Linked DNA regions of Mus musculus: region 1 is linked to region 2. Evidence: chromatin contacts called from public HiChIP or PLAC-seq data. All regions are on one chromosome and are shown on one strand. The core of a region is the stretch at or near the end of the contact, and the rest is flanking DNA. Distances in the headings are between cores, read along the strand shown. Region 1 holds the start of Rpl7 (ribosomal protein L7). Region 2 has its middle 25 kb from the start of Gm26273.

The links. HiChIP or PLAC-seq counts read pairs in DNA pulled down with a chosen protein or histone mark.
Region 1: a contact with region 2 is called in an H3K27ac HiChIP or PLAC-seq map of large pre-B cells, with 4 times the contacts expected there. The contact joins the promoter of Rpl7 here to the enhancer-like site in region 2. A contact is called at or near these places in 3 of 39 promoter capture datasets (hippocampal neurons, liver and pre-B cells) and 2 of 115 datasets of contacts at active chromatin or transcription factors (large pre-B cells and pro-B cells).

The regions. Positions count from the first base shown.
Region 1 is chr1:16,103,106-16,106,785 of GRCm38.p6, reverse strand. It overlaps Rpl7 (ribosomal protein L7), which reads left to right and starts at 2,353. Exons shown (of 7, transcript NM_011291.5): 1 at 2,353-2,421; 2 at 3,102-3,276; 3 at 3,452-3,618. The coding sequence starts at 2,408. Rdh10 (retinol dehydrogenase 10 (all-trans)) reads right to left here and starts at 904. Exons shown (of 6, transcript NM_133832.3): 1 at 480-904. The coding sequence starts at 768.
Region 2 is chr1:13,747,728-13,751,089 of GRCm38.p6, reverse strand. No RefSeq gene overlaps it. Among named protein-coding and RNA genes, the nearest start is that of Gm26273, 25 kb to the left of the region's middle. Within about 2 kb of position 1,904, at least 1 of the 459 cell types and tissues checked has an H3K27ac peak or open chromatin away from gene starts, as enhancers often do.

The DNA.
Region 1 (3,680 bases), core at 1,104-3,603, 2.4 Mb before region 2:
CACTTACTTAAGGCTGGGGAAACAATGTAATTATTTTCCAGGAGCTAAAGTTATAGTGAAAGGATCTATAGCGCCCAAGTCTAAGCAGCTCAGACCTCACAGAAACAGATAACTGTTTCAGTCCACTGTGGAAACAACTTCTCAAGACTCTCTATCTTCCCATCATGCCACATGCAAATCAGACTGAGAAATTACTTTTGGACCCAAACCTGCGGTAGCAAGTTCCCCCTGTCTTACACTACTCGCAGAGTTTAGGAAACCTCAGCTTGGGACCGAAGAAACAGGATCTCCTATGTTTTGCACGCTTTCAGTCTTCTAACACAGAAAACCTTGCTCTCTTATCAAGGGGCAAATTCCACTCGCCTTCCAGAAGACCAGCGGGGTGTTCCTTTCCGGGAGAGCGAGGCTGCCCATGACACTAGGCAGTGGAGACCCTCCGGGCTGGGGAGATGTTTGACTCAACAATACACAGGCATTACCTTGCAGAGCAGCAGCGTCGGCCGCCTCCAGGTCCCGGTAGATGTGGCGAACCATGCCTGCGGTCTCCTCATTGCTCTGCGTGTTGATGTCCCAGAGAACCAGCAGCGCCCGGCGCCGGGCGAACTCGAGAGCAAAGAGGCGGCCCAGGCCGCTGCCCGCGCCCGTGATGAGGCACACCTGGCCGGCCACGCTCTTCTCCTTGGGCCGCACCAGCCAGCGCGCCGCGGCCAGCACGAACGCCCACAGCACTTTGAAAGTGACCACGAAGAACTCCACTACGATGTTCATCGCGACGCCCCGGGTCCCGCAGCAGCCCAGCACCGTGTCCTCACTCTCCCTGCGCCAGACAGCCCAGCTCCTGGCCCCGGAGGCGCTTGTCACCGCGATCCGGACGCGAAGGCTGCGCCCGGAGTCCGCCCCCGAGGTGCTGCGGGGCTGAATTGCGCGGGGCCAGTTCCGCCCGGGCTCGGCGCAGTGGCCACGGGCTGTGCCTGCCGCTGCTCCCGGCTCGGCGCCTCCTGCTGGCGGCCGCCTGTTTGTCCCACAGCGTCCGTCCGTCCGTCCAGTCCCGCTGCAGCGGCGGTGACAGCCGCGAGTTAGGCGACGCGCGCTGCCCTCATGGCCAAGCCGCCGCCGCCCGAACGTCCCCGGCGCTGCTGCAGCGGCTCCCCGTCTTCCTAGGACAGGGGTGCGCCGAGCGGATGCGTCGGGACGCGGGAGTTGTCAACTTGACTCAAGTTGCGGGAGGGTGCGGGCAGCGCCGGGAAGGGCCGACTTGCGGGGCGCACGCGAGGGCTGCCAACCGCTCGAGCTGCCAGCGCGACTCGGGTCCCCTGCCCTGCACTCGCGCCGCTGTCACTCGGGCACGGGGCCCCGCAGCGTCTGAGCGTTCCCAGCCGGCTCTGAGGTAGCTCCACACTCCGCGCTATATAACCCACCGCCGGGAAGCGCCGGCCGCTGCAGTGGCATCGGCCCTCCCTCAGCTCGGCCCTCCCCGCCCCCGGTCGCACCCCGCCCCCGGCCCAGCCTCCCCTCCCCGCTCGCCCTCCCGCCGGCCGCCCCACCGCGCGGGGCAGCCCCTCTTCCACGACCGCGGCCGAAGGCTCCCGCCCTCGTCGTGCCACTCTTCGCGGCTCACGCCCCCTGCTGAGGGTCGCCGTGGCTTGCGCCTGCCGGGTCCCGCAGCAGCGAACCCCCCCATCCTCCTCGGACCTTCGGGTCATCACTCTTCCCGGTCTCGCTGCTTTCGCCAACCGAGGGACTGTGGACCTGGCGGCCGATGATCAGGCGCTGCGGAAGACAGCCCGGCAGTCGGGCGGAAAAAGGACCTCGGCAGCGCAGCCGAGGTGGGGGAGCAGGGCTGCGTGGCCACGGGCCGCAGAGAGCCGGAGGAGGTGACAGACAGTGATTTCATAGCTCAGCTAGCCGCTGAGGACGTGAAGCCTCATACTCTAGTGAGCCTAATGGGAATCACCGCCGCGAAGGCTGCCCAGAGTGTCGGTCAACGTCGCCCTCCAGCCCCGCGGGTTATGCAGCGACGCATGCTGGGACTTGTAGTTCACATCCCTGAACATGCCTTTTGGGTCCAACGAATTCCGCAGAGCCTGACCCTAGGGTTGTCAACGCAACCTGGAGAAATTAAGCCCAGAGCTGACGAGGTGTCCCCACTCTATTCATTAAAAAAAAAAAAAAAAAAAAAAAAAATGTATTCAGTGCATTTGTTTTCCGATGAGTTTTACCATAAAGTTGGCTGGCCGTGACTAAGCCAAGCTGTTCATTTTGCGCCAGCAAAGTGCAAAAATCTCAATTCTAGATTATTTTCCGGCTTATCTCAGGACAGCTATAAGGCGTGGGGCTTCGCGCCCTGAGACCTTTAAGGAGACAGTGCGCATGCGCCACCTTTCTCTCTTCTTTTCCGGCTGGAACCATGGAGGCTGTTCCGTAAGTCGATTCTTCTCTCCCCCAGAATCCTTCTCCATCCCCCAAACTAGAGGCATTTTGTCTCACTTTTCCTGTATCTGAGTGTAGCCTGGAACCACTGCCTGCCTGTCTGGGTGTTTGTGACGCCGTGTGGTACTAGGAGGGAGTGCGGGGGGCCTCCGCGCGGAGGCCTTGGCAGTACCAGGAGCAAACTGAGGGCAGACTGCGGATCCGGCTACTTGGGCGGAGGTCCGTTCTTCGGTAGAATGTATTCCGCGGAATCATGGAACGAGATCCTTTGTAGCTAAAGTTATCTTAGCCGGCTGCTTACCGGCAGCCTCCTGCATATGGAGCTTGAGACTTGATCGAGGATCAGTGAGTCCTGGAACCCAAAAAGTGTGCAGTACAGTTTTTTCAGTGTGACTTGACAACTTGTAACAATTCACAGGCCAGGACTGATGGCTGGGGTTAGGCATAAATCTCTTTAATGTCATACATGTTTACCTTTAAGTAAGGTGTGTATAACGTGAAGGTTGTGGGCATGAACGCTGCATCTCCAGTAGAGCTTTCGGGAACGACGGAGATGCTAGATGCTGCCGGTTTGAGTGGGTGACAGTTTTAACGTAGTTCTGAGCACCTAGTGTGTGTGATACATCACCAGGAAGTTTTTTGACCTACTAGTAATTCTCTACAAACAACAGAGAGAAGAAAAAGAAGGTTGCCACTGTGCCAGGAACCCTTAAGAAAAAGGTTCCTGCTGGGCCAAAAACTCTCAAGAAAAAGGTTCCCGCTGTGCCAGAAACCCTCAAGAAAAAGCGAAGGAATTTCGCAGAGTTGAAGGTGAAGCGCCTGAGGAAGAAGTTTGCCCTGAAGACAGTAAGTAAACTTTGGAGGTCTTTAGTGGGCCAGGGAGCTTATTGGGACTGAGCGTGGGGTGAGATTGAAGAGAGATCTTCCTGGTTTGATATTCTCAAGTCATCCTTGTATAAAACTGATGCTGTGCTCTGTTTCAGAGCCAAGAATTATGACTGACTGGCCATTGGTTTTTCAGCTTCGAAAGGCAAGGAGGAAGCTCATCTATGAGAAGGCAAAGCACTATCACAAGGAGTACAGGCAGATGTACCGCACTGAGATTCGGATGGCCAGGATGGCAAGGAAAGCTGGCAACTTCTATGTGCCCGCAGAACCAAAGCTGGCCTTTGTCATCAGAATTCGAGGGTGAGTTCACTTTGCATCGTGTTCTGGCAGCAATGGCTGTATTGTGCCTGCCCTTAGGAAGG
Region 2 (3,362 bases), core at 655-3,154:
ACAGAGAAAGCCTTATGAGCAGAGTGGATCAAGAAGAAAATAGGCTATCAGAACTTTAACATAAAGTAAAGGATCTAAATGAAGTAACCAAGGAATATTAAATTTTTTGAAAGCACAATAAGGGAATACACAGAAAATATGGAACACTGTGGAAAGAGCAAACCTTTGAATTTTAATAATAAACTAAGAAGAAGGATTCCAAGTCAATGCCACAGGCCATATTTTCAACAATATCATAGCAGAAAATTTCACAAACTAAAGAATGATACACCATACAGATATAAGAACCACACAGACCACCAAACAGACAGGAACAGAAAAAGAAACTCCCTGCAGAACGTTATAATTAAAACACTAAGTATACAAAACAGAGTGTATTAAAAGCCACAAGAGAAAAAAACAAGTCACATCTAAAGGAAAAGCCACCAGAATAACAGCTTATTTCTCAGTGGAAACTCTGAAAGCCAAAAGAGCCTGGATCAATGCATTCCAACCCTGAAAAAAAAAAAAAAAAAAACATAAAAACTAACATAGACTAATATACCCAGCAAAACTCTGCCATATTTTACGTAGAAATAAAAGCTTTCTATTAAAGAATCCAGAAACATACAATGGAAAAAAAGAAAGCATCTTCAACAAAATGAGCACCAGCACTAACTGGATATCTACATGTAGAATAATGCAAATAGGTCTATATCTATTATTCATCCTGCATGAAACTCAAACCCAAATATATCAAAGTCCTCAATAAAATTAGAGACACTTAACCTGATAGAAGAGAAAGTAGGGAATAGTTTTGAATGCACTGGCACAAAAGACAGTTCCTGAACAGAACACCATTAAACAGGCACTAAGGCCAGAAATTAATACATGGGACCTCATGAAACTAAAACATTCTGTAAAGCAAAAGACACCATCAATAGGACAAGATGGCAACCCAGAAAATGGGAAAAGATTTTCACTAACTCCACATCTGACAGGAGCCTGATATCCAACATATATAAGGAACTCAAGAATCAATCAACAAACTCCAATTTAAAAATGGGTCCAAACAGAATTCTCAATAGAGATATATCAAATGGCCAAGAAACACTTAAAGAAATGTTCAGCATCCTTAGCCATCAGAAAAATGCAAATCAAGCAAATCAAAACAACTTTGAAATTCTATCTTACACCTGTCAGAATGGCTAAGATCAAAAACACAATCAACAGCTCATGCTGGGGAGGTGTGGAGCATGGGGTACACTACTCCACTGCTGGTGGGAGTGAAACTTGTACAGTCACTTTGGAAATCAACATGGTGATTTTTTTTTCATTAAATTGGAAATCAATCTACCTCAAGATCCAGCTATAAGACTCCTGAACATAAAACCAAAAGATGCTTCATCCTATCACAGGGACACTTGCTCATCCATGTTCATAGCAACTTTATTCCTAATAGCCAGAAACTGGAAACAACCTACATGTCGCTCAACCAAAGAATGGTTAAAGAAAAAGTGGTGCGTTTACACAATGGAGCATTACCGTTAATGTGTGCTGTTAAAAACAATGGAATCATGAAATTTGCAGGCAAATAGATGAACTATAAAAGAACATCCTGAGTGAAGTAATCCAAACCCAGAAAAATAGAGAAACCTTGTCAAAAACAAAACAAAAGACAAAAAACAAAATTAGATATCAAGAAAAAAAACAATTAAAAGTGGAGTACATATACAAAGAATTCTCAATTGAGTAAACTCAAATGTCTGAGAAACAAAGAAATGTTCAACAACCTTAGCCATTGGGAAAATGCAAATCAAAACTACTTTGATATTTCATTTTAAACAAGTCAAAAATGATCAATATCAATAACACAAGTGACAGCTCATCCTACAGAGGGTGTGGAATAAGGGGGGCACTCATCTGTGACTGGTGGGAGTACAAACTTTTACAGCTGTGTGGATGGGCCTGGTGCTGATTGTATTTTGATGCTAATTCCACTCTCCTGGGAGGGGTTGCAGACAAGGAGTGAGTCAGGTACTTAGGAGACTTCTTATGAACCAATACCCTAATGAGTAAAGGAGCCAATCACTGGGTGAGTTGGTGGGACTTCCAGGTTGGATGGAGGAAGAGAAGAAGCAGGAGAGAGTCAGGTCCTTTTGGACAGGGATAGTGTGAGGACAAGATGCAGCTACTAGTGTCTGGCCGAAAGCATGGGTTTGCCTGAGGTGCACTACAAAGACTATGGGGGATTTTAAGCATGGGTTTGGTAATAACCCACCAGTGGGAACCTAGCAAGCTGGGTGGGGAAATTCTGGATTTCTGAGTCAGAGTCTCCATCAGATAAAAACAGGTCAGCCATTGCCGGCCACTGCATGGCCGGGAGGGAATGTGCTTGTTCTTTTTAATATTTCCTGCAAATACAGGCAAGGTGAAAATCAGTGTGGTCGTTCCTCAGAAAGGTGGGACTATATCTACCCCAATATCCAGTTATACCACTCTTGGGCATATACCCAATGGATTCTCAATCCTATTACAAAGACACTTGTTCGACCATGCTTAATGGTTTTCTATTCATTACAGACAGATACTGGAAACAACCTAGAAGTCCATCAGTAGATGAATGGATAAAGGAAATATGATACACACACACACACACACACGATGGGATATCACTGAGCCACTAAATAAATGAAATCATGAAATTTGCAGGTAAATAAATGGAACTATATATAATCACCCCAAATGACATAACCTGGATCCAGACAGACAAATACAGTATTATTCACTTATATTTGAATATTAGCTGTTAAGTCACTGATAAGCAAGTTATAATCCATAGACCCACAAAGGTTAGGTATATAGTAAGGGATTATGGGGGAGGGAGGGATCTCCTAGAAAGGGGAAATAGAATACATAGTTACATATGGACAAAACAGCATGCACAGGGCCTGCACAAGACTGCATCAGGGCTGAGAGGAGAGGTGGGGACACACACACACACACACACACACACACCCATTCCTAAGCCAAAAGCTAGCTCCAATTGATAACCACTTGCAAATGAAAATTTAGTTTCCTCCAAGGGAGTCCCAATGGGGAAAATAATCCACTCTTAAAAGTAGGCCCTGCTGCTCCCCTGAAGACACCACAGCCTACAGGCATCCCGGGAGATCTGCTGCACATAGGGTAAGGACCCTCATGAAGTCTCACAGCTAATGCTTGGAGCCCAGTGGACTCAGGTTCTATCACCCCCAACCCCCCCCCCCATTCCACTCCTATTCCTGCCTGCATCTTCTGCTAGGGCAGACTGCCAGCTAGTCTGCTCCCCAGAAGACACTACAGCCTGAGGCATCCCAGGAGATCTGCTGCATACAGAGTAA